Linked DNA regions of Mus musculus: all the other regions are linked to region 5. Evidence: chromatin contacts called from public HiChIP or PLAC-seq and promoter capture Hi-C data. All regions are on one chromosome and are shown on one strand. Each heading gives the region's core, a stretch centred on a gene start, on an enhancer-like site or on the middle of the called end of the contact. The rest is flanking DNA. Distances are from core to core; before and after follow the strand shown. Region 1 holds the start of Zfp983 (zinc finger protein 983). Region 2 holds the start of Zfp942 (zinc finger protein 942). Region 3 holds the start of Zfp758 (zinc finger protein 758). Region 4 holds the start of Zfp994 (zinc finger protein 994). Region 5 holds the start of Zscan10 (zinc finger and SCAN domain containing 10). Region 6 holds the start of Zfp946 (zinc finger protein 946).

Region 1 (4,472 bases), core at 661-3,160, 2.0 Mb before region 5:
CTATGTGGTCAGGGTTCCGAGTACAGGTTAGAATGCATGCTGTTTTGCTGAGCGTGATTCCAGGGTTTCATATCTCAGGCTAAGAAAGAAAGAGCTGTGCCCCCCAGAGCTGACAGCGGGCCAGGCAGCAGAGACCATGGGCTACAAATCATAGGCTTGAACGCCAGCCCTTTCCTAGACACTGCCTCTGAACCATAGCTTTTTAAGCTGGGGACTGATGTTTGCCTAGTCAGGGGTTCGGGGGTTGGAGGTGCAAGGCTAAATGCCTCTGCTGTGCAGTTAGTCCATCAATCACTCTAAGAGCTGGCTGCATGCCTCCTGTAGCCAATAGTTACAGTGAGTCACCAAAGTCTCCATAAAATGTGGGGCTCCCACAGGGAGACTAATGACAACTCCTGACTCTTGATATTAGCTCTTTCTAAAGCAGATAATGAGTCCAGCATGGTGGCACATGTCTGTAACCTTAGCATGCTAGAGCCAGAGTAGGTTCATCTCAGTGAATTCAAGGCCAACTTATCTTGCAAAACAACAACAAAGTCAACAAAAACAAAAATCCCATAAGATACTGATGCTACCAAGCAATAAATTACAGACTGATGTAATCATTTAAACTGTTGCCTTTAAAAACAGGTTTACATGGCAAAATCCTGTCCTGAATGAATGAATGAATGAATCCTCCCAATCTTTCTATTATTAACTATTTTACACTCACATATACATGTATATACACACAGAATGTGTGTGTGCATTTGTGCGCTCACATCAAATACTGCCCACTCTCATCTCCTACCTCTCCACTATCCTGGTTCACAATTCCAACAGTCACTCTACTGTGTCCATATCTATTCATATTGCTTGTGATCCACTGAGATGAACCAGAGCCATTTGTGAGACTGTGGGTTTGGAGCCTGATGTGTGCTGGACCCTGATATGCTAAAGGCACATCACTCTTCTAGAATCTATGAATCTATCCATAGTCAACATCTGAGAGGTTGTGTGTGCCATTCCCTAACCTACACTGACTGTGGTCTTGTGTGAGGCCAGTGCACATAAAGACAGCTGCTGTTGGTTACTGATTACAATAGTTGTATGGTCTGGAGAATGCTGTGTCGTGTCTTAGCCTTTCCCCTCCTTTTTCCCTTCTTATTTCCTAACCACCTCTTCTTCCTTGGTGGTGTCCCCAGAGGTAGAGATTGATGGTGTAGCTGACGGCTTAAGTTTTACTTATTTTCTCTATCAGGATAGTCAAGAGTCTCTGCACCCATCACTCTATTAAAAAAGGAAGGAAAGAAGGAAGGAAGGAACGACAGAAGGAAGAAATTCTATATTTTCTCTCAAAGGACTTTAAGTATGAGTCATAGAAGGCTAATGTCTTTCTGAGTTAGTGAACTGGCAAGTCTGCCTTCTTGTGGTGAAAGCAGTACACTGCGGGGTGAATTCTGCCTTGGGCTGGTAGCAAAAGCTACCAGATCTCTGACTTAAGTTCTTTAAATGTCTCTCCCTAAGTCAGAATTTCAGTATTTTGGCTTCTCATGTTTGTGTGTTGGGATGGGAGAGCCTGTTGCTGTTTGGTATGAACTATGTAGCCCAGAGGCTGGTTGTCAAGTCCAGGTGTCAGGCTATCTTGGATATAAAGGGTTCAAAACTCACTGTGTGTGTCAAACATTGGGTGCACAGCCTCCTAGCAGGTCCACTTCTCACTTCTGGTCTAGGCTGGCAGCAAGCATGAGGGGAGACTGTTCAGCCTGACATCTGGAGCTGTGTGGAAGGCAGCTTGACACAGAATGGGAGGGAGCTATCTCCGTAAGGCGGGGCCACTTACCCGGAAACAGAGGGTGTGAGGATGTGGCCTGTTGAGGCGGGTGTGTGATGTAGAAAAGTGTTCAGAGTGGGAGGAGTTAGGGGGTGACGTAAACGGAAGCTGGGAACCGGCTGATGAGGCCTGGGTAGTTGTACTGAGAGCCAAAGCCTGAGTGTCAATGACCTGTTCAGGTGCAGAGCAAGCAGGCCTGCACCGTGGGGAATCATGTGGTGCAGACCTGGGGTCAGAACACAGGGTGGACTTCGGGGAAGGTAAAACTCGGGGCTGACGTGGGCGCCGCGCGGGGAATGGTGGGGAAGTCTGCAGTGCAGCAGCTGGACCCGCCTCCCTACCGCCCTGGATCCTCCCAGGTCAGAGAAGCTGAGGGGCTGGGAAAGGGGAGGGAGGGGACCAGGCTGTGATCAGTTTCTCTGCTGTTCCTAAGGAAGCAAGCTCTGAAGTTTTGCTGTGGGTTTCTTCCCTTGTCAACACAATTTTAGGTCATATGAACTGAAGTAATCCTGATTTGTTTTTTATTGTTCACCTGATTGCCAAAATATTCATAGTAGAGTGGTCTAGGAGAATATTTGAATTTATCTTTTGATGCTTGCAAAACAGTTCTCTTTATTTAGGTGAAAAGGACAAAGCTCTTGGAATTTACATTCATCCATGCTAACTCCCTTGTTATACCCGTGAACATACTTGGTGACTTGGCATCTGCTGAGAGCTTTTAGACAGCAGTCATGAAAGGAGTGGCTGCAAATGTAATTGAATCCAAAAGCATATTTTTTTGCGAGTTTCATAGATATGGTTTTAACCATTAACATTTAAAAGTAAACTCTATACCCACCATTACCTTTCCTTCGGAGACATGCACTCCCTGATGTAAATGCAATATTCTGCTATAAATGCACCAGGCTTGTTGGCATGCATCTTTAATCCCAGCATGGGGGAGGGAGGACAGAGGCAGGCAGATCAAAGAGTTGGAGACCAGCCTGGTCTGCTTGGTGAGGTCAGGATAGCCAGAGCTACATGATGAGCTCCTGTCTCAACAACAACAAAAAACAAAAGGACAGAAAGAAAGAAAGAAAGAAAAGAAAATCGTGTTTTTGTGCTGAGTTCCTAGAACCTGGAAAGGCACAGTAGGCTATTTGAGGGTATAGGTCACAGTATTTTCACAGTTTGCGCATTATAAACCAGGTGGTATTGGCACACGCCTTTAATCCCTACATTTGGGACTAAAGGTGTGCACCAGGACAAGGACTTAAACTGCTGTTTTGTATTTTGTGGTCATTTCTCAGCCACTGGTGTGACTGTGGACTTCCAGAAGAACAGGCAGTGTCAGGACCCTTCTGGGAAGGCCTTGTTGCAGAATTTCAGCACTCTGGTTTGTGTGGGTGAGAACAGTTTGCTTCCAGCCTCCCTTGTTCCTCCTCAGGAAGAGGCAAGTTATTCTGCAATTGTGAGATCTTTGACAGTGTAAAGCTTCCATCCTTTTTTAGTCCATAATAAATTCAGAACCTCTCTAGTGTATCATATTCTCATCCCAGTCATTCAGTTCCATTTGTGCCCCTGAGACTTGACTGAGCTGTGACTGAAAGTGAGGTTCAAGTTACACTAACTGAAAATGCTTCCTAAATATTTTCAGTATTCTGACACTGCATGAGAATTGGGGGATCGCCGTAGAATTTTCTTTTTATCTCCTGAGCACAGTGCTGTGCCAGAAATGAAGGTGCTTGCTAAATACTCTTTTTCTCATGTGCAGGGTTCACTGATCACCCAGACCTGCTTATCTGTGGAAACCTAGAAGGTGGAGAGGGAGGAGACAGTACCTAAGGATCCAGGTATGTTGGAGGATTGGTGAAAGGATGGCAAGGGATTCAAGTGAATGTGGAAGTGGGACATGAAATCAGTTTTGCCACTTTCTGTTTCACTAGAAATAATTCTGGAGACTTCCACTGAGACAAAATCACCTCAGAATTGTCCTACAATTCTTCCTACACAAAAATTGAATGCTAGGAGGCAAATAAAATTTATTTGATTGTGCATGTGAGTGATGTTATGTAGAGTCCAAAATAAAGTTCAAGACCACCCAGCCCCTTCTCCCCTGAAGGGACGTTCAGAACCATAGCGGTCAAAATGACTAAGTCTGCAGCTGCCAAACCAAAATGAGCTGTTCTCAGAAAAATAACCATAACAAGATAGCAGTTCCCAGAGAAAGTCCCCTACCCTGACCCACACTAAATTCTAAGAAAGACCACAAACCACCCTGACCTTGTCCCTGAAATTCCCCTGACTCTGATAGCCATGATTTAATAGCTGTGAGGTTAATAGCTGATCCATAAGTTCAAAACATACTGTTGCTTTGCTAAAAAACCACAAGGGCAGGCAGAGTGAGCGACTAGGCCAAAGGGTTACTTAATCTTCCTATACAAAGCAAGGAAAGCCTAAAAAGGTTACTTGCTACACCAATTAGAATAAGCCAGCTAGGGGACTTTTGGGATAGCATTGGAAATGTAAATGAAATAAATACCTAATTAAAAAAAAAGAATAAGATACTAAGTAAATTTCTGCGAGTACGGAGCCTGTGGCTGGGAAAATGGTTATAGCCATGATCATTGACTGCCTTAAGCTTACTCTGTGATAGCCAGTGACAACTGGAAGGAAGAAA
Region 2 (4,492 bases), core at 1,923-4,422, 1.6 Mb before region 5:
AAATTGCTAAAACAATCATTAACAATAAAAAAAATTTCTGGAGTTCTCACCTTTGCCATTTTCAAGTTTTCTTTAAAACTACAGTATAAAAACCTCAAAATATTGGGAGAAAACCAGCCACATTGATCAATGAAAATGAACTAAAGACCTAGACATAAATATACATGGCCACCTGGTTTTTGATAAAGATGCCAGAAATACAAAATGAAAAAAAAGATTTCCCATTTTCAACTAATAGTGCTGGTCAACCTGGATGTCTGTATCTAGCAGAATTCAAACGGATCCATACTTATAACCCAGCACAAAACTCAAGTGCAAGTGGATCAAGACCTCAACATAAAACCAAAGACATTGAATCTGACAAGAGAATAAAAGTGAACATACTGTCACAGAAGAAGACGTTCTTTAAAACAAAAGAAAAAAATAACATAGGTGCTAAGAAAAACAACTAATATATGGGACTTCAGGAAACTGAAAAGTTTCTATAAGGCAAAAGACACCATCATTTGGAGAAAGCAGCAGCCTACAGAGTGTAAGAAGATTTTTACCAATTCTTTTTATTTTATTTTATTCTGATGCAAGTACATGGGATTCTTTATTCAAGCTTGTGAGCTTGGGCCACAAACTTTCCTGATGCAACAGGATATGAAAAGTAACTACGAGGTCTAGGGTTTCTATATCCAATAGAGAATTAATATCCAAAATTACAAAAAGAACCTAAGAATCTAGCTGTGAAAAAAAAAAAAAACAACAACCAAATATACAATTTATAAATGGGTTGCAAATCTAAACATGGAATTCTAAATGGAGGGAACTCAAATGGCCAAAATATACTTTAAAATATTCAACACTTTTAGCCTTCAGGGAGATGCAAATCAAAACTATTTTGAGATTCCATCTTATAATCGTCAGAATAGCTAAAATCAACGTCACAAGTGAAAGCTTATGCTGATATAAATGTGGAGCAATAGAAACATCCCTCCATTGTTAGAGGGAGTGCAAAATTGTACAGCCACTAAGGAAATCAGTGTGGCAGTTTTTCAAACTGATGGGAATCAGACTACTTCAAGATCTACTCAGTCCAGGGCATATACCCAAAGGACACTTCAATCTACCCAAGGACCCTTGCTAAACCAGGCTCATTGCAGCTTTATTCACAATATTTAGAAACTAGAATCAATCTAGATGACCTTCAACAGAAGAATAAATAAAGAACATGTAGTACATTTGCACAGTAGATTATTACTCAGCTGTGAGCAGATCTAGCTGAGCAGTGGGAGGCCTGTATATAGGAAAGAAATTCTTCAGAATGCACCTGAAACTTTTCATAAAACAAAAATGAAAAATGGTTACACTTGTCCAAAGGAGACATGGAGGAAGAAAGAGAAAATATCATGCCAAAGTCTCGTTTTCTGTGAGGATTTCATTTTACTCTATGAGATGTGAGACTCATTCATACACAGTTCACACAAATGCAGAGTTGTTTTCCCAGGACCTCTTAGTAGGGGCAAGGAAGACTACAAGAAAACTATTCTGACCCACAGAATCAAGGCTGCTGCACTTCTCTAACAGGTCTGTGAAAAAAAGCCCTGACTCTAGGGTCTAGGTGTTCTCACAACTACAAGAAGTCCAAAGTCTGAGAAACTACTAACAACAAACTATGAAACAAAAATAAAAACAAAATAAAACAAAACAAAAAAAAATAGTTTGGTCACATGTGCGTGGACACAGTGCTTTTCTTGAACTAAGGAGACATTTTTCTGATGTAAGTGAGCAATCACAGTTATTCAAAAGATGCTTTCCTATTTTTAAAAACTCTATACTGACTTTTCTATCTATAAAAACATCTTCCTCTCACAGCATGCATACTGGGCTGGACTATATCACAAGAGGAATGGCTAACTTAAGTGCCTATTAACACATCAAAGTCGACATTTTTGGCTAGAAGCTTTCCTGGCTCCTGGTTTTTCTCTTGGTCCCTCCCTGACCCCCATACCTAGTTCAGTCTGGACTCTTCAAGTGGCCTCTGGTTGTTTTCTGGTTCATACTGTAAAACCCAAAAATACCGTGTAAGCACCACCTTCGCAAGAACCAGGTACCTTCTTGGAATGCTGGGAGTTTTAGTTCTTGAGAAAATTGCAAAACCTCATGCATGGGAAAGTATGGTGGCCTATAGGTTTGTCTTTATAAAGCTCTGGAGCATGTGACCAAAGTCCATCTCTTGGTTAGTATTTAACAACCCTTACTCAAATGGTGGAATTGTTTGTTTGTTTGTTTTCTCCAGCTAATCTGAGCATTATCATGACCTACAATTAACCTTCTCCTCAGCCACACCTTTGGACAGTCATCATCTCATTTTCATTCAGCCGTAAGGTGTGATGTTAATAACTAAGCATATGAAGACACATGTCTGAATGCTGTATTTACATCAAAGAGAGCATGCATCTAAGATGGAACTCTAACGGGGAGCAAAACTTTGGTCAGTAAAACTTAATGTTTACAGTCATAATTTTGGTGCTTCGTAATGTATATTTTCTGATTCACTCAAATGTGTACTGGTTCCTCATAAGACTAATATCTACAAAGCTCTCTGGGAATGCCTATTTCCCAGGCCAGAGGCCACTCTCTCCTGAGTAGGCAAATGATGGGTCAAGGGAGTTAAGAAATCTAAGTTCGAGAAGCTTTGTAACTGCTGTAACAAAGAGAACCCCGTGTGCAAACTACAGTACTGCAAATGTTCTACGACACTATTTTCGGAAACCATTCTGGTAACCATAAGATAAATGAAACAAACAAACAAACAAACAAACAAACCACGATACACCCAGTTCATAGGATCTCAAACCTCCTGACAATGATAAAAATCCACAGCAGAATTGTGAGCGCGGCGTCCTTAAGAGCAACTGCAGAAAACAAGCCCCTGCTCCGCTCCAGCCCATTTCCCAGCCCCGCAGCTCCTCTGACCTGCAAGGTTCCAGGGCCGCCGGGCTGCGGTGCCCGCGGCTGCGCGGCTGATGGCTGACTCTCCCAGGTCAGCACAGGAAACCGCATCTGAGGAGAGTTTACGGCCTTCGAAAAGAACCAGGCCAGGGTAAGTCGCCCGCAGTGGGAGTAGAGACAACTTGGCTCCAACAGGTACCTAAGGGGACGCGGTTCCCAGTCTCTGGCCACGATCTTTGGAGCGGCTCCCCTAGCCCCGCCCAGGACACCACGGTTCCGGTCACGTGACAGCGCTAACGCCTTCAGGCCCGCCGCTTTCACTTCCTTAATTACGTTGGTAGAGTCCGTCCAGCTGCGTTCTCTTCTAGGTCGCCAGCTCCAAATGTCCAGGCCAGAATGACGTGAAAAGCCACCATTCCCCTTGCTACCTGTGTAATCCATGTGTACTCGAACTGAGCGCTGGTTTTTCGGCCCCAGTTTCCTCCGGAAACCGGAAAGCTCCTCAGACGCAGTTTCCTGGCTGCGGACCTGGGAGAGTCAGCAGCGCAGCGGCGGGCACCGCAGCCCGGTGGCCCCGGAAGGTCCCAGGTCAGAGGCGCTGCGGGGCTGGGAAACGGGAGGGAGCGGAGCAGCGGGGTGTTTTACGCAGCTGCTTTTATGGATGCCGCTCTCACAGTTCTGTTATCTTACCGTTGTCGGGAAATTGAGATCCTGTGAACTGGGGGTCTATCATGATTTTTTTTTTCATTTATCCTCCAGTTATCAGAATATTCAGTTGTAAAATAACTCATTAAAAATGATAGAGCAGTTGCATTATCTGCTGTTTGCTATTGTGTCAATCACAAAGCATACGGGACGTAAATGTATTCATGTTTCTAACACCCGTGTTTTACTAATTGCTTATTCAAGAGAATACCTTTTACTTCGCTAAATAGAACTTTGTATTTATACTAACCATATGAAGAACCAGTACAGATTCTTTTTTTTTTTGAACGAGAAAATATACTTTATGTTATGCTATGGTTGTGATTGTAAACATTAATATTTACTAAGTAGACTTTAGTGTTGTATGCAGTTTCGGATGTAAATAAAGCATTCAGAAGTGCGTCTTCATATGCTGAGTTCTTATGGTACACCTTAGGGCCAGGCAAGCTCACTATTGCTATGTGAGTGTATCAGACCACTCTATTGTTATGATTAGAAAACCCAGTATAGATTAAAGTTTTAGAAAGCATCTTTTGTACAACTACGATCACTCTCCTGTATCAGAAAAAAGATCTCTGTGGTTGAAGAAAAGCGCTCTGCACCTACATATGTGGCCAAGCTTTTTTTTTTTTTTTTTTTTTTTTTTTTTTTTTTATTGTAGGGTTTGTTATCATCAAGTCCTGTGGTTGTGGACATCCTGTAGGAGTGGGAATGCTTAGACTCTGCTGACAGGGATTTTTGCAGAGATCTCCCTTTGGACAAGTGTAGCAGTCTGGTTTCTATGGGAGACAATAGTTTTCTTGCAGTCTCTCCAGCTTTCTTTTCAGGATTCCTGGGAGAATGACTC
Region 3 (4,667 bases), core at 655-3,154, 1.2 Mb before region 5:
TAACATATTTGTGAAATCAGCTAAATCTACCTAGATTAGAATATATTAAAAGCAAATTTATTGGGAAGCTGGTCTTGGTTTAGTTCACTGGTCCCAGTGATTAATGCTGGGAGAGTTGCCATAGGAGGCGAGGGGGGGAAGGGCATGCGAAAAATAACAGGCTTCTAGAAATAAGAAAAGGAGAAGGAGGAATAGAAGAAAGAGGAGAAAGAGAAGGAGGAGGAGGAGTGTTGTGGGAAATATTAAAAAACAAACTGGCATGTTTCGGCACTTGTGTCTCTGCCCAGGTGGCCTGGCCTGCCATGCACTGGCGTGCAATGGTCAACCTGTTTTTAGCTCTTGGAGACTCTGATTCCAAGCTCCACAATCTTGCAACCCAGCTCTCTAGGTTCCCACTGGCAGGTTGTTACCACAGCAACCCTGTGCTTTAAGTCCCCCACATCGTTTGTGGTACACATCTGGCAAACCCTCGCTTTGCTGCTGTACCTTTCTTTCTTGAACCCATGCAAGCCACTATGTGAAGGATAATGCAACACAAACTTAATTCAGAAACAATAGTAACTCAATCTCTGGGCACAACCCTGAAAACCTAATCTTGTAAGCCTTGTACTCTTATTCTTCTAGTGGTTGATCCTTGTGGATCTGCCATGATACTGGGACACTCAAGCAGCTACATCTTACCCATATGCTGTCTTGGTTCCAAAAGGACCCGACTCTCTCTTGTTTACTCTCTTCCTATGTCCAACCTGAAAGTCCCATGTACTCACCCAGTGATTGGCTCCTATATTCATTAGGGGACTGGTTCACAAGAACAGGCCCATCCACAGTAGAGGAGGAAGAGGAAGAAGAAGAGGAGGAAGAGAGATAGAGACCAAAACGTTTGGATTATATAGGGAGGCACCTCTAGTGGAAGGGCAACCAGGACCCTGGGCTGAAAAGTTAGGATTGAGGGCAGGGCCTCTCAGGTTGGTAGAACCCTGAGGTCAGGTCTGCTTTGATATTTAAAATATGCACCTCAGTCCATTGTCCTGGCATCCAAAACCAAACAGTATCAAAGGAGACAACTTTGGCTAGGTGCTTTCTTGGCTCCCGCTTCTTCTCTTGCCCCCTATTCTCTCTTCCCTTCTCTTCCTTTGTCCAACTCCACCTCTCTCTTTCCAATCACATCCTGGTTAAGTCTGGACCCTTACTTTCTGAGTCAGTCAAGTCTGCCCTGGTTCCTCTTTTTACTTCTACCTACAAAGCCCTCTGAGGATGCCTATTTCCCAGGCCATAAGCCACTCTCTCCTGAGTAGGCAAATGATGGGTCAAGGGAGTTAAGAAATCTAAGTTCGAGAAGCTTTGTAACTGCTGTTACAAAGAGAACCCCGTGTGCAAACTACAGTACTGCAAATGTTCTACGACACTATTTTCGGAAATCATTCTGGTAACCATAAGATAAATGAAAACAAACAAACAAACAAACAAAGCACGATACACCCAGTTCATAGGATCTCAAACCTCCTGACAATGATAAAAATCCACAGCATAATTGTGAGCGCGGCGTCCTTAAGAGCAACTGCAGAAAACAAGCCCCTGCTCCGCTCCAGCCCATTTCCCAGCCCCGCAGCTCCTCTGACCTGGAAGGTTCCAGGGCCGCCGGGCTGCGGTGCCCCCGGCTGCGCGGCTGATGGCTGACTCTCCCAGGTCAGCACAGGAAACCGCATCTGAGGAGAGTTACGGCCTTCGAAAAGAACCAGGCCAGGGTAAGTCGCCCGCAGTGGGAGTAGAGACAACTTGGCTCCAACAGGTACCTAAGGGGACGCGGTTCCCAGTCTCTGGCCACGATCTTTGGAGCGGCTCCCCTAGCCCCGCCCAGGACACCACGGTTCCGGTCACGTGACAGCGCTAACGCCTTCAGGCCCGCCGCTTTCACTTCCTTAATTACGTTGGTAGAGTCCGTCCAGCTGCGTTCTCTTCTAGGTCGCCAGCTCCAAATGTCCAGGCCAGAATGACGTGAAAAGCCACCACTCCCCTTGCTACCTGTGTAATCCATGTGTACTCGAACTGAGCGCTGGTTTTTCGGCCCCAGTTTCCTTCGGAAACCGGAAAGCTCCTCAGACTCTGTTTTGTGGCTGCGGACCTGGGAGAGTCAGCAGCGCAGCCCTGGAAGGTCCCAGGTCAGAGGCGCTGCGGGGCTGGGAAACGGGAGGGAGCGGAGCGGGGAGGTGGGGGGGGGGGGGGGGCTTCCGCAGCTGTTTTTATGGACGCCGCTCTCACAGTTCTGATGTGGATCTCTTACAGTTGTCAGGAAGTTGAGATCTTATGAACAGTTGGTCTATCATGGTTTTTTTTCATTTATCCTCCAGTTAACAGAATATTCAGTCGTAAAATAACTCATTAAAAATGATAGACCAGTTGTATTATCTGCTGTTTGCTATTGTGTCAATCACAAAGCTTACGGAATGTAAATTTATTCATATTTTCTAACTCCTGTGTTTTACTAATTGCTTATTCAAGAGGATACGTTTTACCCTGCTATGTAGAACTTTGTGTATATAGTAATCATATGAAGAACCAGTGCACACTTTTTTGAACGAGAAAATATACTTTGTGTTATGCTACGGCTATGATTGTAAACATTACTATTTACTAAGCATACTTTTTATTGCCCATGAATTATTCGTCTGAGTTGTATGCAGTTTAGGATGTAAGTAAAGCATTCAGAAATGCGTCTTCATATGCTGATTTATTTTTTAAATTGCCTAATTTTTACTAGATATTTTCTTTATGTATATTTCACATGTTATCCCTTTTCCTGGTTTCTCCTCCGAATACACCGCCTCACCCCCTGCTCCCCAACCCACCCACTCCCACTTCCTGGCCCTGGCATTCCCCTACACAGGGGCATAGAACCTTCATAGGACCAAGGGCCTCATCTCCCATTGATGACCAACTAGGCCATCCTCTGCTACATATGCAGCTGGAACCTTGAGTCTCACCATGTGTATGTTCTCTTTGGTTGGTGGTTTAGTCTCTGGGAGCTCTCGGGATACTGGTTAGTTCATATTGTTTCTCCTATGGGGCTGCAAGCTCTTTCAGCTCCTTGGGTCCTTTCGGTAGCTCCTCCATTGGGGACCCTGTGCTCAGTCCAGGGGTTGACTTCGAGGATCTACCTGTATATTTGTCAGGCACTGGCACAGCCTCTCAGGAGACAGCTCTAACAGGCTTCTGTCAGCAAGCACTTGATGGCATCCACAATAGTGTCTACGTTTGATGACTGTATATGGGATGGATCCCCAGGTGGGACAGTCTCTGGATGGTCATACCTTCAGTCTCTGCTCCACACTTTATCTCTGTAACTCCTTCTATGAGTATTTTGTTCCCCTTTCAAAGAAGGACTAAAGTATCCACACTTAGGTCTTCCTTATTCTTGAATTTCATGTGGTTTGTGAACTGTATCTTGGGTATTCTGAGCTTCTAGACTAATATCCACCTATCAGTGAGTGCATACCATGTGTATTCTTTTGTGACTGGGTTACCTTATTCAGGAAGATATTTTCTAGTTCTATCCATTTGCCTACAAATTTCATGGTCATTGTTCTTAATAGCTGCGTAGTACTCCATTGTGTAAACGTACCACATTTTCTGTATCCATTCCTCTGTTGAGAGACATCTGGGTTCTTTCCAGCTTCTGGCTATTATAAGTAAGGCTCCTATGCTGATTTCTTATGGTACATCTTAGGTCCAAGCAAGTTCAGTATTGCTATGTGAGTGTATTAGACAACACTATGTAAAGTTTTAGAAGCATCTTTTGTACAATTGTGATCACTCTCCTGTATCAGAAAAAAAGTCTCTGTGCTTGAAGAAAAGCACTCTGCACCTACATATGTGGCCAAGCTGCTGGGGTTTTTTTGTTTTGTTTTGTTTTTCTTTTTATTGTAGGGTTTGTTAACATTCAGTGCTGTGACTAGACTTCTTGTAGGAGGAGTAGGAATGCCTAGACCCTGCTGACAGGGCTTTTTGTAAAAATCTACCTTTGGACAAGTGTAGCAGTCTGATTTCTGTGGGTGACAATAGTTTTCTTGCAGTCTCCCCATCTCCTCCCAGGATTCCTGGGAGAATGACTCTGCTTGTGTCTGAGCTGGGTGTGAATGAGACTCACAGAGTTAAATGAAATTGTTGGATGAAAAGGGACATTTTTTTTTTTTTTTTTTTTGGTTTTTCAAGACAGGGTTTCTCTGTATAGCCCTGGCTGTCCTGGAACTCACTTTGTAGACCAGGCTGGCCTCGAACTCAGAAATCCACCTGCCTCTGCCTCCCGAGTGCTGGGATTAAAGGTGTGCGCCATCATGCCCGGCAGAAAAGGGACATTTTTATTTATGATATTTTCTCTGCCTCAGCCTTGAGGCAGGCTGATCCAGAATTTGACCTTGCTGCCACTAAGAAGGAGATTACCTAGGGTGGATCCTTCTGAACTAGATGGCTCTATTGTTCTGTCACCTGCCACTGCTCTCCTCCAAGACACTGACTGCTACCTGCTGAGAGGCCCCTGAGATATTCTGGGAGGAACATCCTATCCTGCACTTCGCCTGCAGGCTGGCTCCAGGCACCAAGAGTGGACAGGGGTGGGGATGGGCCTTTCCTCTTATAAGCATGGTCTCTTAGTAAACTTGCGGGCCTTGAAC
Region 4 (4,691 bases), core at 865-3,364, 1.4 Mb before region 5:
TACAGCAGGTATCAGTGGGAAGGTAATATAGACAGAGTTTAATACTATGCAAAGTTTCTAAACAAATCTTATCAAAATCTTGCTGGCATTATTTTAGGGAACTGAGAAATTAACCATAAAAGATAGAACAACTGAAAGGAACTACACAATGCTCCAAAACTCCATGAGCAGAAAAAAAAACTAACAGGCATCAAGTGTTCTGACTAAACAATACATTAAAATTGTAACAAAGAAAATATTTAATACTGGTAAAAAGATATGATTAGGGATGTGAATGGGAGGGGGACAATATCCCTCACATACAAACCAATTAAATTACATGTGCCTCTGTGAATTAATTCTTCCATAAAAGGTCTTCTAAAAATTACAGTGGGAATATTCTGATGTTATTCTCACTGCAATTATCTAGAAATATTTAGAATGAAATAGAATCTGGCAAAACAAATCTCATGTCCTCTTTGTACTGGGACTTGAGCCCCTCCCCATCCCTTCTTCATTCTCTCTAACATACCTGGATCCTTTGCTAGTTTCCTCTCTTCACCATCCAGGGTTCTCAGTTTCACAGGTGAGCTGAACTACCTGATGAGTGTGATACCTGCACAAGGGAAAGAGTCTTCAGAAAGCACCCAGAACTTTTCATGGAACAAAAATAAAGGATGCCTAAAAAAGGATAAACATGAAGGAGAGAGAAAATATCAGAAATAAAAATGTCTCTTTTCCTCTAAGCATGTAGGCTCAGACACATGAACAGTCATTCTCCCTTGAACTCTGAGGAAGAGCTAGGGAGACTTCAGGAAAACTATTGTCATTAACAGAAACCAGACTGCTGCACTGTCCAAAAGAGATCTCTGCCAAAAGCCCTGTCTGCAGGGTCTAGGAATTCCCATTTCTCCTACTAGAAGTCCACAGACACAGCACTGAATGATAACAAACCCTAAAGTAAAAAACAACAGCTTGGCCACCTATGTGAGGGCAAAGTGCTTTCCTTCAACCAAAGAGACAATTTTCTGATACAGGGAAGTGATCATAATTATTCAAAAGATGTTTTCTAAAACTTTATTTTAATCTATAGTCTGGTTTAAGAGACTGCAATATTGGGCTTGCCTGGACCCAAGGAGTAACATAAGAACTCAGCATATGAAGACATATTTCTGAATGTTTTACTTACATCCTAAACTGCATACAATTCTGATTAAAAAGTTCATGGCCACTAAAAAGTCTGCTTAGTAAATATTAGTGTTTACACCCATAACAGTAGGGCTCGATAAACTATATTTTTGGTTCAATAAATGGGCACTGTTTCCTCATATAATATTATATGCAAAGCTCTCTGTGGATGCCTATTAACCGGGCCAAAGGCATTCTCTTGAACAAGCAATTAGTAAAACAAGGCAAGAAAGCAAGAACAAATTTACTTTCCACTATCTTTGTAATTGTCATATTAGGAAATAGATAATGCAACCGCTCTATAACAAGTTTTTTTTTCTTCGTGTTTTTATTGGTTTTTTTTTTTTTTTTTTTTTTTTTTTTTTTTTTACATTTCAAATATTATCCCCTTTCCAAGTTTCTCCTCCACAAACCCACTATCCCCCTGCCTCTATGAGTGTGCTCCCCCACCTACCCACTCACTTCTACCTCAGCGCCCTAGCATTCCCCTACCCTGGGTCATTGAGCCTCTACAGGACCAAGGGGCTCCCCCTCCCAGTGATGACCAATAAGGCCATTTCCTGCTAAGTGTGCAGCTGGAGCCATGGGTCCCTGCATGTCTACTCTTTGGTTGGTGGTTTAGTCCCAGGGAGCTTAGGTTGGGGCGGGGAGGGTGTTCTGGTTTACCAGTGATTTTATGACTGAATATTCCAGTAATTGTAAAATACATTTTTAAAGAATCACGATAAATCCCAGGTCACAGGATCTGAAACTTCCGGTCAGTGGTAAGAAACCAATGACAGAACTGTGAGAGCGGCGTCCTTAAGAGCAGCTGAGGAAAACACCCCGCTGCTCCGCTCCCTCCCGTTTCCCAGCCCCGCAGCGCCTCTAACCTGGGACCTTTCGGGGCCGCCGGGCTGCTGTGCCAACAGTTGCACTGCCGACTGCCGCCTCCCCAGGCCCTCCGCCACGGAAATGCTTCTGAGGAGACTTTTCCGGGTCCAGAGACAGCTAGGACGCAGAAACCGAAAGGTAGAAAGTTGATTGGTGGAAGTTCCTGTCACTCCGGCCTGGATCTTAGGAGCTGTTCTCCTAGACCCGCCCAATAAACCATACTTAGGGTCACGTGGTTCCCCCAAACACTTTGTGAGCAAGCGCTTTCTCAACCTTAATTTTTAATACTTTTTTTCCTGTCTGGTCAATGTCCTGGTCTTGCCTTTATCCCTGCCCCGGGGATTCCATTCCCTCCCACTCAGTCATTGGCTTCCTGCCTCACAGCTCCACCTGTGGACCTGCTCTGCACAACCTCCCTGCTGCTTGCTGACAGACTAGGAAAAACTGGTTCTGTATGATGCTGCACTCTGACATCTGAGAGGTAGTTCTGAAACCCTCAGATAATAAATAGGCAGCCCAACTTCTTAGCTTGGGACGCTAGCCTCCTCGGCTACAATCGCACAGCAAAATATAACCTAGGCGTTAAATTCCTTTTCTTTTTTTTTTTAAAGTATAGAATAGAGTTTATTTAGGGCATGCGGATGGGAGTTAAGAGAGTAGTAGAGGCAGAGAAAGACAGAAGGAGAGAGTAGGTAAGTGGAGGCTGGCCATGCCCTCCTGGAAAGAGGGTGGAAAGGAATGGAGGGCAGGGAGAGGCACTAGGGAGGTAGAGGCAAGGGAGACAAGAGTTTAAGAGATAAATTCCAATTTCTTATGTTGCACCCCAACACACAATACTAAAAATGACTCACAAAGTTTGGCTTCCTTCCAAACCATGTATCAAAGCATACATGAAGTATAAGAGGGACCACTGAGATGAAAATGTGGATAAAGACAGATGGGACAGAGAATGATGGGAGGGTGCTCTGCAAGCTCTCTGGGGAGCTCCAGGGACAAAGGTCACTCTGTAGAAACAAAAGCTGTATAACAGGGTAGTGGAAAGCACTGATAAAGTTAAACTCCAAGATATTTGTCATGGCCACAATAGCAAAGAAAATAGATAATGCAAATAGTTTGCACAAATATTTTCCTATAAATTGTCTGACAATCATAACATGAATGAAAACACCAGCGTCAGCCCCAGTTCCTGTAAGCAAAAATACAGTGATAGTACAACAGAATTTTGATAGCCAGGAAAAATAAAATGCCTTCTGATCTGAGTTTATACTACTTAAAATTCCATGCAGATGGGATTCATGGATTCGGGATCAGAATGGTAAGGAAAATGGACATGGTAATACTTGAATTCTCACGGGAAAGGGCATTCATTTTATCACTCTGGTCTGTAGCTCAGAATCTGGTACTTGGGTAAGGAATGCATTGAATATATAGATTTCTGTTGGTAGGATGGCCAATTTTACTATGTGAAGCCTCCTCATCCACAAGCATGGGAGATCTTTCCACAGTCTAGTATATTCTTTAATTTCTGTCTTCAAAAACTTGAACCTTTTATCATAGAAGTCTTACAATTGTTTGCAATGTGTTGTGGAAAACATATAATCTCAACTGTTGTTTCTACCCAGGTTTTGATCATTCACTTCCAAGGTAAAAGACATACACAATCTTCATAATATGCCTTTATCAGTGCTAGAACTAGGAATGTATATATCATCTGTGCTATTACTGTGTCTATTTCCCAACTATTAATCCCACTATATTTTGCCATGTTTCATCAGGGCTGCTTTGAACTCCAATTGGCCAGTCAACATGGCCATTGTTCTAAGACTCTTAGCCCATGGTGGCTTCCTCTACTTCCACCTTCTTTCTCCCCAGGGTTCTTCTCTGACACACCTCCCCACCAAGTCTCTTTCTCTTCTGCCCATCTCTTAGCTGTAGGCATCTTTATTCACCAATCAGTGATCACTTTGGGGGCAAGGATGAAGTGTATCACTTGAGTACCTGCAGAATCTCTGATCCCTAGGAGGCAACCAGGCCTTGGGCCACTATTTAGCATTACAATATGAGCAAAACACAGAGCCTCAACAGCATAGAGTTAACATCAACATACTTTATATATTTTTGAGGCTACTGTGAAAGGTGTTGTTTTCCTGATTTTTTTCTTTATTCAGTTTGTCATTTGTATAATGGAAGGCTATTGATTTTTGTGCATTAATTTTGTATTTAACTACTTTGAGGAAGGTGTTTATGAGTTATAGGAGTTTCTTGGTGGAAATTCTTGGGTCACTTATGTATACTATCATATCAATTATAAATAGGGTATTTTTAATTCTTTCTTTGCCATCCAAATTGTGTCTTATTAATCTCCTTCAGCTGTCATACTGCTCTAGCTAAGACTTCAAGTACTATGTTAAATAGAGATTTTACTGGAATTGTTTGAGTTTCTTTTCATTTAATTTGATCTTGGTTCTAAGGTTGGTGTAATCTGCCTTTATTATGTTCAGTTAAGTCTCCTGAATCTTTTATATTTACAGGACATTTATGGAGAAGGGGTGTTCTATTTTGGCAAAGGCCATTTCTGCATGTTAAGAGATGAACATGCCTTTTTTTCTTCGGTTCTTTTTTCAGTATGGTGGACTATTTTTATTGATTCT
Region 5 (4,373 bases), core at 709-3,208:
TGTAAAGGTGAACATGTGCGGGCTCAGACCACGCAGAGAAGCAGGAGTTGGGGAGCCTGTTTACACAAGCTGTAAACTCGTCAGCCTTCCTCCCTACTCTCAGAACCTTTGTTGCGCCCCCTCCTCCCCGCCCCCCAAACCACCGCAACCACAGACAGGAAGGACTCTACCCACTGTGCCCAGCTGCTGTTAGAGAAAGCTCTCCACTCCTTCACCCTGCTCGCCGCGCCTCCAGAGAAGGCCACGCCTATTCCAGAATGCCCCGCTCCCACCATCCGGCCCACCTCTCTTGGGTTGGGGCTTCTAGAGAGGAATCAAAGTTGCAGGATTGTGGGAGGAGTCCGCAGCAGGAAGTTGAGGTGCTCTGCCATTGAAAAACTGGAAATCTCTTGAGGGCGGTGCCTAAGTCAAGCTGTCGCTCAGCCTTTTCCTGTGTCCTGCGTGCTAGGCGTTGGGCTCTGTGCTGAGGACATAGAGCGCAGTAAGAAAACTGGTGCCTACTGGGTGGTCCAGTGAGATCCACCCCACACAGTTAAAAATAAGCTGGATGCTGACCCTAGCAGGGAAACTTAGGAGCAGCCAGAGCAAGGCTGGGCCTAGTCACGACAGTCTGAGACATCAGGGCTTTGGGGGCGACCAGCGCCGAGTTTCCTTGACCCCGCGAGTGATGTAGTGCACTCTAGAACGGGGTGGACACTCCAGATAGCACCACTGATTCCCGGAAGGAATCCTCCTCTGTATTTGGGAGCATGTAACTAAGAAAGCCCATCAATGCAAAGGGGAGAGTTTGACTTTAAAGTGGGCTCCAAAGGGTTTGTGGAGGTAACTTCTCCTGAGAGGCGGGGCGAGGCGGAGGGCGCTGTTAGTAGGACAAAGCCACTAGCAGGATTCTGGTGGGGGAGACTTTTAAAAGCTATATGGACTGAGGAACACTCATCTTTATCACATCTTCTTGTCGGTGTATGTTTTAATTTTTTTCTCACTACATTTATTTATTTACTTATTTATAGGTTGGGTGGGGGCACATGTGGAAGTCAGAGGACTACTTGTGGAAGTCAGTGGCCCAGGTTTTTGTTTGTTTGTTTTGAGGCGGGATTTCATGTAGCCCAGTGACTTCAGACTTCATATTAGCTGAAAGAGGCCTGCCTCCATTTCCCAGATGCAGAGATTACAAGTGTGCACGATCATGCCCAATTTTATGATGTGTGCTTCCTGCTTGGCAGGAAAGCATTCTACCAACTGAGATGTATCCCTTTGGTTTTGAGTTTTTGAGACAAGTTCACTCTGTTACACCAAGCCCATCTGGAATTCAGGGCACTCTTCCAGCCTTAGCTGAACCTGGAAAAGATAGCACTGCAGGTGTAAACCATCACACCTGCCTTCTGTCCCCCTCCTTTTCTACTTTGAGACAAGGTCTCACCACGTAACTATAACCTGTAACTCAATATGTAGACCAGGCTGGTCTTGAACTAATAAGAGATCCACCTGCCTCTGCCTCCTGAGTGCTGGAATTAAAGGTGTTTTCCACTCTAATTGACCTATTTTATTTTCTTACAACTGCAGTCTCATCTGTTCCTTGGAATGCAACCCCCACACCCCAAATCCACCTGGGGCAGGGCCTCATTCCTCAGTTTAGCTCCATGTCCTTAGAGCCTGCTGTTTAATAAACATGTAGATAAATATTTGTTGTATGAATGAAAAGCCAAGCAAAGAGGCCTACACACAGCAAGCACGTAAAACAGAAGCTCTTGGCCCCAAAAGGGCATCAGTCTGTCTCCGCGTAGATGGAGAAGCTCTGGCTTAGAGTAACTTAACTCTTACAGAAGCTTGGCAAAGTTAGAATCTGGAGTCATCACTTTTCCCTTGGTTTGTTTCTGGCTCCTCCCTCTTCCTTACCCCACCCAGACTGGGAGGTGAAGGGTTAATTCCTGGAAGCCCCTTTATCCCCTTACCTGAAAGGGATGGGTCAGGCAGGGAACTTCCTGTTCCATTTCCCGGGATTCCTTTCCCAAACTAGGCTACGCTGCCTCTTACCCTGAATTCTCCCAAGGATCCCCAAACATCTCGGCCTCAGGCGTCGGTACCTGGAGTGGTGAGTTGGAGGGCTGGGGTGTAGGCTTACAGCACTGTGGAGAGTGAAGGGTGTTTCGGGGGACCTACTGGTAGGCTGAGAGCTAGAAAAGTCTTGGTTATAATGAGCGGGTAACTCGTGCTGGAGACTCCAAGGCCACACAGCATGATGCATTTGTGGCCTTGGAGACATGAGGGAGGGTCCCAGAAGTGACGATGCCATGCGTTCCTAGCACCAGAAGGGGATCTCTGCCTTAAAAAAAAAAAAAAAAAAAAAAAAAAAAACAAGTTAACAGAGTTGAGCAAGTTAGACTGCTAGCAGAGAAAGGGGGTTATTTCTTGCAGAGGACCACTCTAGCTCCCTAGTGTGTAGGTGGATTTTATAGCAGTACCTACATACAAATTTAGACCGGCCAGATTTCACTAAAGAGCTTTCTCGCCCCACACCCAGCCAACCCCCTACAGAGGTGCATATTAATAGGCCTTTTGTCCTGGAGACCTGGGGGAGGGACAGGCTTTCTAAGGCCTACTTGCCTGAATTCCATCTCTTGGAAACCTCTGGCAAGTCCTCACCTAGAAATTCCAGCTGCTGTGTGGTTAGGCGGGCCTTTGACCAGAATCTAGAATTCTCTCTTTCTTATCTATGCTGTCATACTCCAAGCTAATACTGGCAAAATTTCATGGGGTAGGACGCAAATAGTGGGTTCGGAACCCCATTTCCACTTTAGCAAGCAGTATTGCAGCACCGGGTGAAGCTGTGAGTAAATCACCTTGGACTCTCTGAACCTGTAGGATTAATAGGTTGATCTAGCAAGTGAGTCCGGGCGGGATGAAGTGAGCAGCAGGCAACTGACTGGGCTGCTAAACGCTTGGAACTCACGAGCATCTGCTGCAGAGTGGCCAGAGTGACTTCACTCTCTAATTGTTTTTATTTTTTTAAGGTTTATTTATTTTATATACAGAGGGTTTGTATGAATGTGCATCTGCGCACTATAAGAGGGAACTGGGTCCCACCAACAGTTGGGAGTTGCCATGTGAGTTCTGGGACTTGAAGTCTCATGAGCTCCGGAAAAGCAGCCACGCTCTGAGCCTGGAGCGCCTCCATATCATATTTCATATGCTTCTTCAGACAGCGAAATGCAATGCTGTTTCCTGTGTGTGTGAGCCAGAAATTAGGGCTCGATGTGCTGGCTGGGCACAGGCCCTGAAGATACTACTCCAACCCCTCTTTGTGTTTTTATTTTTGAGAAAGAATCTCACTAAGTTGCCCAAGCCAGCTTTGTACTTCACTTAAGTCCAGGCGAGCCTGAAACTTTCAGTCCTGCCTCACCTGTGGCTGGCTCCATAACCTCTCTCTCCTTTTCCTTTTTGTTTCTAATATGTTTGTTGTTTTCTGAGACAGAGTCGTGTATCCTTGAATCACCAACTGAGCTGAGGATGACCTTGAACTCAATTGATCTTCCTGTCTCTACCTCCCAAGTTCTAGGATTTAGAGGACATTTGTATACTGGGGATTGGACCCACGGCTTCCCACATGTTTGGTAGGGCTAGCACTCTACTAAGAGAACTACATCTCAAGTCTCATCCTCCTAGTTTTTGGGTGTTTATTACAGATTTTTTTTCCCTGAACCGTACTTTGATTCTTAGGACTTCAAAACTTCAAAGTGGCAACTACTACTACGTAGTACTATTATTATTGCTGTTCCATTGCACGTGTTCAAGTCATTAAAGTAAATCACTTCAAATGACAGGCAAAAACTTACTGAACTCGAAACAATGCCTCTTGCTCAAGCCAGGAGAAGAGATTGCAGTGAGCAGTGATTAGGGTACAGCAGCCAGTGGGTGATGTGTTTCAGGGCCCCTGAACTGGACGAGGTCATTGCAATAGAAAAAGCACCTATGGGATGAAAGCTCACACTGGACAGGCTGTGTTTGGGAGGCAAGGGATCAAGATGGAGACAACCTGACCCAGGGCAGGAGTTAGGCCTGGGTCATCATTTTGCACCACATCCCTCTTTCCCAAGGCTAGTTTAAAATTCTGGATTTTCTGTAATACTTCCACCCAATACAGCTCTCCTACAAAGGAAATTTAGAGAGCTCTCTTCATCCTGGACACTATCTATACAAAATTCAGGGCAGAGACACTTTGCCTAATCTGGATACCTTTGATAAGATGTTATAATTAATAAGAATGAGAACAATGACCACAAGTCCGCCCGCCACCCCACCCCCCAAACCCCACCCCCACCCCACCCACCGTCTGCCCACAGTGCAGCAGCGCTCCTTGTGTGGTGCTGCTCTGG
Region 6 (4,660 bases), core at 1,362-3,861, 1.2 Mb before region 5:
TTTTTTTTTTTCTGGATATAATGCTACAGTTGACATTTATTTTCTTTCAAGCCTTTAAAAATATCATTCCATGCTCTGCTGACATTAGTGTATGTCCAACTGTTCATGAATATTGTATTTTCTAAGCCTCTGTGCTAGGGGAAGACAGCTGGAAAATAGATTCACATGGTTCTAGCACAGAGATATGGAAAAAGCAGGATAGACCTGGGAGATGAGAAAATCTCTGTCTCAGAGAGAATATCCTTAGTAAATATAGACTAGAATTCTGAGGTCGACAAACTAGAGTCCTACTTTCTGAACAGCACACATAGCTATTTGAGCTTTTCTTACTTTAAACAATTCATGTTGAAACAAGTGATAGTGACCTTTGAATGGAAGGCTCAGAAATGTAGAAAAATGTCTGTTCATAAGTAGCTGTGCATTTGAGGAAGTGTCAATTCCAGATTTTATAAAAGCCATGCATCGTGGATTTCATAGAAGAAACATATAAAACCCTGGTTTATTCATGCCTTCCCAGAATACCCTCTTAATCTCCATGAATTTGAAGCTGCAGTTCTGTTTTTTTGTTTTCAATTGAAGATATGGAAAGGATTATGTCACGGAACACATTCATTTGCAATAAACAATACTGCTGAAATTGAAAAACAGCATCTCTCACTGGTGCAAGAATATTTGATTTGTTGCTGATAGACTTGACAACATTTGTCAGCCTGTATGTTAAAGACAAGAGTGATAAAGTGATGTGTCAGGCACAAATGCTCGTTCATTTGAACATACATGCAAAAATACTCATAAAATACTTGCAGAGAGATTCCAAGATCACATCAAAAATATCACCAAACATGATCAAATAGGCTTTGAAGGGGTAGTTCAATGTACAAAAATCAACAAATATAAACCACTATACAATATTGCAAAAAGACATGATCATCTCATTCCATGCAAAAAAGGTCTTTGACAAAATTGAATATCCCTTCTCCATAAAAGTCCTGTAGAGATAAAAGATATGAGACACATCTAAACATAATGAAGGCAGGTTACAGTCTGCCTTAATCCTGGAACCAGGATTAAGTTAAATGAAGAGAAACTCAAAGCACTTCCACTAAAATCAGGAACAAGCCAAGAATATCCACACTTTCCATATCTATTTAATAAAATAATTGAAGTCTTAGCTAAAGCAGTTAAGACTACTGAGAGAGATACAAAAAGATACACAGTAGATTGAAAAGGAAGAAGTCAAATACCCTTATTTGCAAATGATATTATAGTATACTTGTGACCCAAGAATTTCCACCAGGCAACTCTATAACTCAAACACACTTTCCCCAAAGTAGCTGAATACAAAATTAAAGCTATTAAATCAATAGGTTTCCTATATACAAATGACAAAGGGACTAAGGGAAAAAATTAGGAAAGCAACACCTTTCACAATAGCCTCAAAAAAAAAAAAAAAAAAAAAAAAGAGTATGTTGGTGTTAACTTTAACCAAACCAGTATATGACCTGTATGATACAACTTCAAGTCTTTGAAGAAAGGAAATTGAAGAAGACAATTAGGAAGTAGAATGGCTATTCTACCAAAAGCAGTCTACATATTCAACACATTCTTTATCCAAATTCCAGCCTGTATCTTACAGACCAGAGTGATAAAGTGATGTGCTAGGCACAAATGTCCTTCCCCTTGAAAATCCATTCATTTCTATGTTCATTTTCCTTACCATCCTGATCCTGACCATGAATCCCCTGTGCTTGAAATTTTAAATAATGCAAACTCACCACATTTTATTTTTTCCTGGCTATCAAGATTCTGTTGTGCTATCATTATATTTTCACTTACACAAATTGGGTCTTATGCTGATGTTTTCATTCATATTATGGTTGCTATGCTATTTACAGAGAAATATTCGGGAAAAGTATTTGCATTACCTAGTCTCTTTGCTATTGTGGCCAGGACAATGCTCCTGGAGTTTAACTTTATTCATGCTTTCCAAGTGCCCTGTTCTACCACTTGCAGTTTCTACCAAGTGTCCTTTACCCCTGCAGCTCCCCCGTGAGCTTGCACAGCTCTCCTCTTATTATTATCTGTCCCATACGTTTTTATCCACATTTTCATATGATTAGTCTTTCTTGTATTTCACATGTTTTAAGACTGGCTTTGGGAAGAAGCCAGGCTTTTTTACTTACTTTTAGTATTTTGTGTAGGGAATGGAAGGAAAGAAATCAGAATTGTGGGTATTGGTTGCCATTTGCTGAGCGTTTTTAAAAGCTCAGAAGGCTTGTATCTTAACTTCTTAGTTAGGCTGCCCATCTTTTATCTGAGGGGTTCAGAACTCAATTGGGACTCAGATATTGGGGTGCAGCGTCCTTACTTATCCTGTTCTGGTGTGAAAGCATATCGGAGGCTGTGCAGAGCAGGTCTAGGGCAGCCTGGCTGCTGGAGCTTTGTAGCAGGCTGCTTGAGACTGAGTGGGAGGGGCCGGAACCTCCCTGGGGCGTGGGTACTTGTCGGGCGGGGAGGGGGCCAGCAAAAAGAAAAAACCAGAGGGTCTAGGAAAGTAATTACGGAAAAGAAAGCGCCTGGCTTGAAGTGTTTGGGGGGAACCACGTGACCGGAACCGGGGCCGTAGTGGGCGGGTCTAGGAGAGCAGCTCCAAAGATCAAGTCAGATAGGAAAATTCACCATTCCCTTAGGTACTTAAGTGAACAACTTGTTCTCTAACCGGGGGCTGGTTTTCCTGTCCTGGTTATTTCTGGACCTAGGGAAAACTCGGGCCTGGAAGAGTCAGCCGTCAGCTGTGCAGCGGCGGACACCGCAGCCCCGCGGCCCTGGAACCTCCCAGGTCAGAGGCGCTGCGGGGCTGGAAAACGGGCGGGAGCCGAGGTGGGGGTAAGGGGGGGGGGGGGGATGGTTTCCCTGGACGCTGCTCTCCCAATTCTGTTGTGGATATCTTACGGTTGTCAGGAAGTTTGAGATCCTGTGAACTGGGATTTATCGTGATTTTTTTCATTCATCGTACATTTACCAGAATATTCAGTCATAAAATTACCCATAAAATATCTGGTAGAGCAGTTGCATTATTATATGCTGTTAGTTATTGTAACAGTTCCTGGAATGTAAATTCATTCATGCTTTCTAACTGCCTCGTTTTACTAATTGCTTATTCAAGAGAACGCCTTTGGCTCTGGTTAATAGGTATCCTCCAAGAGCTTTGTATATAATTGTCATATGAGGAAACGGTACAGATTTTTTTTTGAACCAGGAAGTGTTGGAAGCCGACCGCGGCTCACATGAACCGGATTTCACCTGGAAGCCAAGCTGGGGCTGAAAAGAGAGGGGAACTAGGCGGTGGAGAGAAAAATGGAGCTAAGTCAAGATTCCTGATCAAAGCTCAAATGTTTAATGGCAAATGCGCTTATAAAGGGGGGGGGGGGTGTGGTGGGGGTGGGGGAGGCCCATTCCCGCCAGTTCATCCTTGGAGCCTGGAACCAGCTGCAGGAATAGTCTCCGTCCCAGCTGGTAGCAGCAGTGGCTGAACAATAGAGTGATCTAGGTAGGAAGGCTCTACCCAAGGTAATCTCCTTAGTGGCAGCAAGTTCAAGGTCTGGCTTAGCCTGCTTCAGGCTGGGGGGAGGTTACTAGAAAGTAGACCGTATGGAGCACTACAGTTATTGCAGTAAACATTAACATTTATTAAGCATACTTTTTATTGCCCATGAATTATTCATCTGAGATGTATGCAGTTTAGGATGTAAGTAAAGCATTGAGAAATGGGTCCGTTTACAGGAAGCCTACAGCCAATATCAAATTAAATGAAGAGAAATTCAAAGCAATTGCAATAAAATCAGGAACAAACTAGGCCATTCACTTTCTCCACGATGTCTATTCAATATGAAACTTGAATTCTTAGCTAGCACAAGAAGACCGCTGAAGGAAATAAAGAAAATAAACATTGGATTACAGAGGAAAAAGTAAAAATCTTATTTGTAAATGATATGACAGTATATATAGGTGACCCAAAAAATTCCACCAGGGAACTTCTACAACTGAGAGAAAACTTTCCCCAAAATAACTGAAGACCAAATTAATGCACAAAAATCAAAAGATTGTTGTTGTGAGACTTTTAAGGACTGCATCTGTTTTACGAGGGGTTAAATTGGTCTATTTGTTTATCTGATGTTGATTTCACTTTAGAATATGGAAGCTATTACTTAAATTATCCATTTCTTTTAGATTTTTATCAATTATGTGGAGTAGACATTTTAAATGTGCTTTATGATTCTCTGGTTTTCCTCTGGGTCTGTTGTTATGCCACATTTTTGTTTCTGATTTTGTTAATTTAGATCTTTTCTCTCACCCTTATAGTTAGTTTGGATAAGGGTTTGTTGATCTTGTTGATTTTGTCAAAGAACAAACTCTTTGTTTCATTGATTAGTTGTATTGTTTCTATATTTCTATATAATTGATTTCAGCCCTGAGTAAGATTATTTCTTGTTGTCTAGGTTTAGTTTCTTTCTTACTTCCATCTTAACCCATTTTTTAGTACAATAGAGTTGTTCACTTTCTATTTGTTTGTGAGCACTGTACAACTGAATTCTTTAAGACAGAGCCAAATAACACTGCTTATTTCTGCATCTTAGATAGCCACCAGCTTCTCCATAAA

Evidence for each region. Promoter capture Hi-C pulls out the DNA fragments that hold promoters and counts their contacts. HiChIP or PLAC-seq counts read pairs in DNA pulled down with a chosen protein or histone mark.
Region 1: a contact with region 5 is called in a promoter capture Hi-C map of pre-B cells, with 4 times the contacts expected there. The contact joins the promoter of Zfp983 here to the promoter of Zscan10 in region 5. A contact is called at or near these places in 4 of 39 promoter capture datasets (cranial neural crest, hippocampal neurons, liver and 1 more) and 1 of 115 datasets of contacts at active chromatin or transcription factors (astrocytes).
Region 2: a contact with region 5 is called in a promoter capture Hi-C map of pre-B cells, with 9 times the contacts expected there. The contact joins the promoter of Zfp942 here to the promoter of Zscan10 in region 5. A contact is called at or near these places in 13 of 39 promoter capture datasets (the 3T3-L1 cell line, 3T3-L1-derived adipocytes, the HPC-7 cell line and 8 more) and 2 of 9 other capture datasets (embryonic stem cells and liver).
Region 3: a promoter capture Hi-C map of pre-B cells shows a contact between it and region 5, with 16 times the contacts expected there. The contact joins the promoter of Zfp758 here to the promoter of Zscan10 in region 5. A contact is called at or near these places in 11 of 39 promoter capture datasets (the 3T3-L1 cell line, the C10 cell line, the HPC-7 cell line and 6 more), 4 of 115 datasets of contacts at active chromatin or transcription factors (embryonic stem cells, large pre-B cells and stem cell-derived neural progenitor cells) and 1 of 9 other capture datasets (embryonic stem cells).
Region 4: a promoter capture Hi-C map of embryonic stem cells shows a contact between it and region 5, with 5 times the contacts expected there. The contact joins the promoter of Zfp994 here to the promoter of Zscan10 in region 5. A contact is called at or near these places in 2 of 39 promoter capture datasets (embryonic stem cells and hippocampal neurons) and 1 of 115 datasets of contacts at active chromatin or transcription factors (astrocytes).
Region 6: an H3K27ac HiChIP or PLAC-seq map of embryonic stem cells shows a contact between it and region 5, with 2.8 times the contacts expected there. The contact joins the promoter of Zfp946 here to the promoter of Zscan10 in region 5. A contact is called at or near these places in 8 of 39 promoter capture datasets (the 3T3-L1 cell line, 3T3-L1-derived adipocytes, cranial neural crest and 4 more), 1 of 484 Hi-C or Micro-C datasets (B cells), 7 of 115 datasets of contacts at active chromatin or transcription factors (astrocytes, embryonic stem cells, kidney and 2 more) and 1 of 9 other capture datasets (adipose tissue).

Annotation. Positions count from the first base shown.
Region 1 is chr17:21,648,701-21,653,172 of GRCm38.p6, forward strand. It overlaps Zfp983 (zinc finger protein 983), which reads left to right and starts at 1,911. Exons shown (of 7, transcript NM_001357098.1): 1 at 1,911-2,172; 2 at 3,103-3,245; 3 at 3,567-3,645.
Region 2 is chr17:21,959,292-21,963,783 of GRCm38.p6, forward strand. It overlaps Zfp942 (zinc finger protein 942), which reads right to left and starts at 3,173. Exons shown (of 6, transcript NM_001199048.1): 1 at 2,965-3,173. It overlaps Zfp943 (zinc finger prtoein 943), which reads left to right and starts at 3,268. Exons shown (of 4, transcript NM_001025373.2): 1 at 3,268-3,528.
Region 3 is chr17:22,359,549-22,364,215 of GRCm38.p6, forward strand. Zfp758 (zinc finger protein 758) reads left to right here and starts at 1,905. Exons shown (of 3, transcript NM_001347330.1): 1 at 1,905-2,159. The coding sequence starts at 2,034. Zfp944 (zinc finger protein 944) reads right to left here and starts at 1,852. Exons shown (of 6, transcript NM_176962.4): 1 at 1,620-1,852.
Region 4 is chr17:22,223,500-22,228,190 of GRCm38.p6, forward strand. It overlaps Zfp994 (zinc finger protein 994), which reads right to left and starts at 2,115. Exons shown (of 5, transcript NM_001205095.1): 1 at 2,040-2,115; 2 at 512-595.
Region 5 is chr17:23,598,868-23,603,240 of GRCm38.p6, forward strand. Zscan10 (zinc finger and SCAN domain containing 10) reads left to right here and starts at 1,959. Exons shown (of 7, transcript NM_001289481.1): 1 at 1,959-2,092. It also overlaps a transcript of Zfp13 not described here.
Region 6 is chr17:22,421,591-22,426,250 of GRCm38.p6, forward strand. Zfp946 (zinc finger protein 946) reads left to right here and starts at 2,612. Exons shown (of 7, transcript NM_198003.3): 1 at 2,612-2,839.